2 separate regions of the Mus musculus genome follow, and region 1 is linked to region 2. Evidence: chromatin contacts called from public HiChIP or PLAC-seq data. All regions are on one chromosome and are shown on one strand. The core of a region is the stretch at or near the end of the contact, and the rest is flanking DNA. Distances in the headings are between cores, read along the strand shown.

Region 1 (2,843 bases), core at 308-2,807, 700 kb after region 2:
TACATAGTGATACCCTGTCTTAAGAAAAGAAAAGTGAAAAAGAAAAGAAAAGAACTTCGTAAATCTGTCAGGTCTCTGATATCATATATTATATGGCAAGTAAATGTTGAGAAACGCATTCCACCTTTTGTGCAAGGGGAAGTCAAGAAAACTTATGGGTAAGTTTTTTTTATTTTCCTGTTCAAACTCAAATCTAATGATACCATCACACAAGGTCAGAGGGAGAGAAGCTGACCACCCATAGCTATCGCCATATATACTGAATCGGGGATTCAACCAAGCAAGAATCCAAAACACATTTTGAAATGCATGTGTACTGAATACCCTTGTCGCTATCCCCTAAACAATATTGTTCACGGGCTTTTTTCATAGTGTTTACCTTGTATCCTAAGTAATGTAGAGATGACTTAAAGTATACAGGATGCTGTGTGGGGTTGTAGGCAAACCCCAACACATTGAGCAGCCACTGACTTCAGTATCCTCAGATTCTTGCAACCTGAGGCTGTCTAGGAACCAGTCCTTCACAGATACTGAGGGATGTATTTGGGCGACATAGGTATATCTGGGTGCCTGATTCAAGAAACTGGGAATGTGAGAAGGCAGACCAGTTGCTTTCCAATCTAGCTGAGACCCACCTTTCTTATTCCCAAGCACTTCATTCTTTCATCACATGGCTTCCCAGAATGCTTGGTCCTGCCCTGGCCTCATCCACTTTACTGGTCTTCTTAAGGAGATATTCATGGTAGCAGCTGGATGAGAGTAAATAATGTTTCCTTTGCCCATGGTTTAGAAGCTGTTGAAGCCATCATACACACAGTAATTCCAAAACAAGGTGTAACTGGGAAATCAATTATGAGCACATTTCCTGTGTTTACATTTATATATGTTAAGCCAACTTTGGATGATTCCAAGAAATCTGAGGAACATACTCCAAACTAAATTTTTGCTAAGGCAGTGAACAATCACTTAATGCTGGAACAATACAAAGAACACATGCATGACTTTCCTAAGCATGGCCAAATGATTCTTTATCAGCAGATACATGTGATTTCCCATTATCTAAAGCCAGGGCTGATGGCTCAGTTGGGAGTGTAGATGCCCAGCACAAGGTGTATCATTCGTGTTCAGACTGAGGCTTATAAGTCTAAGGCCAGGTTCAGTGAGAGACTGTGTCTCAATGGAATAAGGCCTCTGGGTATATACACTGGCATTCACTGGCGTAGGCACCATATATGATAAATAACTAAATAAATATAAAAATAAAGGCAGTGGAGGAGTGGCTAAGAAAGACAGCTTGTGCCTGTAAATCCCAACACGGAGGCGCTAAAGCAGGAGGATCCGGAGTTAGAGGCCAGCCTAGGGAATTCTGTCTGCTTCCAAAAAGGCAAAAACTCCTGCCAGGACTGGGTTAGCTGTTAACGTTCAACCTTTCATCTCAACTTGAAAACAGGAGAGCTACACTTTAAAGACCTCTTGACATTTCAGTCTTTCGAGAACACACTAAAGAGCTGTCGTAAGCCGAACTCCTCAACAATGGCTCCAGAAGAGCCCGGAAAAACTCTAACCGCAAGCATGTAAGGCTGTGCTTGCAGGACAATGGGGAAATGCTTAAGGAGGCATTGTATAAGCCAGCAGGGGAGAGTTCCTAACCACGTCCATTGGTCGATTGAAATTAGTTTTAGATAGTTGTAAATGTTCAGCCTGTCTTCCTACTTGTAAAGCCTTGGGCAAGTCACTTTTTAAAGAATTCTCTCTCTCTCTCTCTCTCTCTCTCTCTCCCTCTCTCTCTCTCCCTCTCTCTCTCTCCCTCTCTCTCTCTCTCCCTCTCTCTCTCTCCCTCTCTCTCTCTCTCTCCCTCTCTCTCTCCCTCCCACCCCCCTCTCTCCCTCAAGTAACAATACTAACTACTTTGTGTTGGGTCTTTTGTTTTTATTTTGAAAGCTGTGTCTCATTCTGTAACCCTGTCTCAATAGGCTTTCACTATAGAGACTAGGCTGGCCTTGAACTGACAGTAATCCACCTCCCCCTGCCTCTCATGTGCTGAGATTATAAGTACAAGCCACCACACTCAATTTTTCCTTAAGACAGGCTCGTGCTATGTAGCCTAGGCCGGCTTCAGATTCACAGGGATTCACCTGCCTGTGCCTCCCCAGCGCTGTGATGAAAGACATTAAGCCGCATCCTGCCGTGTTTTTGATTTTGAAATTAAAAACCGGATCAACCTTTTTATGTCATTTACTCTGCAACTCTGGATCCCACTTTAAAGTGTCTGAATTCTACAGGTAGCCCAATTTTCTGCCACTTGTTTATTGAGCAGGAATTAGGGTCATGAGGAACAACATAGGTGGTTAAATGCTGCATAATCTATTGAGCAAAACCAGACTCCTCGTAAACAGTCCTTACAAAAGGCCTGGCTGGGACCCAGAACCAACAAAACTGTGGAGTTTTGGTGTGGAGGATCATGTGTGAGATACAAGCACACTTCCAAGGTAGGGCACCCTTTAAGAAGGTAGCCTAGAGGTTGTGGATGGAAGCCCATATGGATAAACTGATACCCCAGAACCTAGAGAAGGAAAAGACACGCTCCAAATTAAGCCTGGTTGGCTGTGCTTGAGAATGTGGGTGTGGCCTAATCCCGTGAGGGTGGCTTTTATTTATTCTTGGTTTTGATGCGCTCGCATTAAATGGGCTCACAATGCACACACACACACACACACACACACGCATGTTATATGACTCCAACGTTCTACAAGTAGCTGGTGTCTGATTTCATGTTGTAAATTTAAGAGTAGGGTAGAGAGCCAATTTGTTTAAAATATTAAAAACACAGGGGGAAAATATGC
Region 2 (2,755 bases), core at 87-2,586:
TTTATAAATAGACAGAAGGGCAATTTTTATCAACAGTCAGAAAGGAAATGTTCCAAAGTTTATGAGCAAATTTGAAGAGATGGGCTCATGGAATAAGTCTTAGATAGAGTTGAACTGTGGTAGAGAAAGAAGGGGAGAACAGAGTGCAAGGGACACACGGACCCGAGAGAAGACTGTCCACCCTGCTGGAGGCGTCACATGGCTTCCTGGTGCTTTGCAGGATCCTCCAGGCCTCGGCACCACTGACAAGAAGTTTGGATTCAGTCATCATCCAGTCATTTCATTCTAAGTTTTAGCTCTACTACAGAACATGATCTCCAGTGAACAAAGCAGAAAAATCAGAGCCTATGTGTCAAGGCGTCTATCATATAGGGTCCTCGGGTAAGTGCTTTCTTCTGTTTCTGTCAATAGCAATTGCCCAGCAAGTAACATGGCATCTTTGGAGGACAGGAGAGTTCAGTGGTCAGCAGTGTCCAGGTAATAAGTTCTACACAGCTTTCCATATCTCTATGGAAGCTTTAGTAACTCTGTTACTGTGGTGGGACCAGGAGGTGGCTAGTATCACGTTGTAGAGTGTCCTTCTAGCCCATTCTCCTGTGTGGATGAAGGTATTGCAGGGTACACTTCACAGACTGCTCTGCTATATCAGAAGCATCATCTTAGGTCTTCATGTTTAAGAACCTTTCTAGTTCAGAGGGCCCATAAGACTCTTATTTTCTATATTAGATATTTTCTTTATTTACATTTTCAATGTTATCTCTTTTTCTAGTTTCCTCTCCTAAAATCCCCTATCCACTCCCCCTCCCCCTGCTCCCCAACCCACCCATTCCAGATTTCTGGCCCTGGCATTCCCTTATATATCTTGCAAGAACAAGAGCCTCTCCTCCCATTGATGACTAGGCCATCCTCTGCTACATATGCAACTAGAGACATGAGTCCCACCATGTGTTTTCTTTGATTGGTGGTTTAGTCCCAGGGAGCTCTGGGGGTACTGGTTAGTTCATATTGTTGTTCCTCCTATAGGGCTGCAAACACCTTCAGCTCCTTGGGTACTTTCTCTAGTTCCTTCAATGTGAACCCTGTGCTCTGTCCAATGGATGACCGTGAGCATCTACTTCTGTATTTGCCAGGCACTGGCAGAGCCTCTCAGGAGAGAGCTATATCAGGCTCCTGTCAGCAAATCTTGTTGGCATCTGCAATAGTGTCTGAGTTTGGTGGTTTTTTATGGGGTGGATCCCCAGGTGGGGCAGTCTTAGAGACGTTTCTCTCTTGTCTTAATCATCTCTTCTTCCAGCTGCCTTTATCATAAATGCTCCTTGAGGTCCAGGCCTTCTTGTTTTGCACACTAGAGGGTAGTGTTGAGCCTCTTTAGAAATTCCTGCACTTGGGACAGAGGGGGGAAAAATCTGATGGATTACCCTTTCTTTTTTTGTAAATCAAAGAGGGCTAAGGGCCCAACAGCTGCTTCTCTTATATAAAAACCACCCTGATGGGCAGGATTTTGCACATAATCCCTGAATCCAGAAGTTCTTGAAAGCCATAGTTCATCTTCTCTTCTAAAATGTCTCTACTTCCATACCTAAAGGACTAAGCCCTCAAGTTGCATTTCTACAGGCTTGTGACTGGAAGCAACCCGGGGAGGGGAGGAAAGAGAGAGAGAGAGAGACAGAGAGAGACAGAGAGAGACTGAGAGAGACAGAGAGACAGAGAGAGACAGAGAGAGACAGAGAGAGACAGAGAGACAGAGAGAGAGACAGAGACAGAGAGACAGAGAGACAGAGAGACAGAGACAGAGACAGACAGACAGACAGACAGACAGAGACAGGCAGGCAGGCAGGCAGACTTTCCTTGTTTTGCTCTACATGAAGTATAACGGTGGGTGAAATAGAGTGGAAACTGATAAACTCCGTTGTATACAAGCTTCTGCATGAACACAAGTGTTTCTTTAACTATACCCAACTCTAGCCATTCTGCCTCTATCTCCGGTTCAAGAGTCTGTGCAAACTCCCTTTGGATAACCTTACATGTAGGCTCACCTACAACAGTCCTAGTTTATGTCTTTTCCTGTGGCATTCATTAATAGTCTTTTCATACACTTCCGTACAAGTCCCAGCTTGATCTATCAATTACATGACAACCAAGCTCTGAGTCAAATACGTTGGATCTGGACTCCAGCTATACTGTTCACAAGCTGTGTGACCTTGGGCAAGTCATTCATTCTCTCTGGGTTTCAGTTTTGTTCTAATGTTGGTATGATCGTAAGAATGAAATTAGTCCAGTCCTACTTAAAGAATGGCTGGCACATATTTAACCCCTCAAAAGGAGCAGCAGTTGAAATGGACTCCCAGGAAGATTCACAGTGACTGGTGTGGGCAACATTGGTGTGAGAAACCATGAGAGCCGAGGGTCAATTCTATGGAGAAAGAAATCAAAAGTGGCCATTCCTCCTTGAGTGTTTACAGCAGTAAACCTAGTGTCATTGTCACCAGCAGTTTGTAAGAAATGCAGATTCCCTGGCCCAGTCCCAGGTGCTGGGAATCAGAATCTTGAGTACAGTACCCAATAAGTTCTCTATTACTCAGGTCTTCTGGGAAACTTAACATACACTACAAACATTGAGAACCACGGAATGGATGCTTGGCAGCAAACAGGCTACACTGACTGGAGACAGGTATTGTCAAATCTTTTGTCTTCTAAGAAGAGAAAGACCTGTGGAGAAGTCCTAACCAGCAACAGGAGAACCTAATTAACAGTG

The links. HiChIP or PLAC-seq counts read pairs in DNA pulled down with a chosen protein or histone mark.
Region 1: a contact with region 2 is called in an H3K4me3 HiChIP or PLAC-seq map of bone marrow-derived macrophages, with 5 times the contacts expected there. The contact joins two enhancer-like sites. A contact is called at or near these places in 6 of 115 datasets of contacts at active chromatin or transcription factors (bone marrow-derived macrophages, embryonic basal ganglia, embryonic limb bud and 3 more) and 3 of 9 other capture datasets (embryonic stem cells, liver and macrophages).

The regions. Positions count from the first base shown.
Region 1 is chr10:88,348,459-88,351,301 of GRCm38.p6, forward strand. The region is part of intron 1 of Dram1 (DNA-damage regulated autophagy modulator 1); the gene reads right to left. Among named protein-coding and RNA genes, the nearest start is that of Dram1, 7.2 kb to the right of the region's middle. Within about 2 kb of position 1,558, at least 35 of the 459 cell types and tissues checked have an H3K27ac peak or open chromatin away from gene starts, as enhancers often do. A contact at or near this core is called in bone marrow-derived macrophages, where this site is marked.
Region 2 is chr10:87,647,930-87,650,684 of GRCm38.p6, forward strand. No RefSeq gene overlaps it. Among named protein-coding and RNA genes, the nearest start is that of Pah, 130 kb to the left of the region's middle. Within about 2 kb of position 1,337, at least 6 of the 459 cell types and tissues checked have an H3K27ac peak or open chromatin away from gene starts, as enhancers often do. A contact at or near this core is called in bone marrow-derived macrophages, where this site is marked.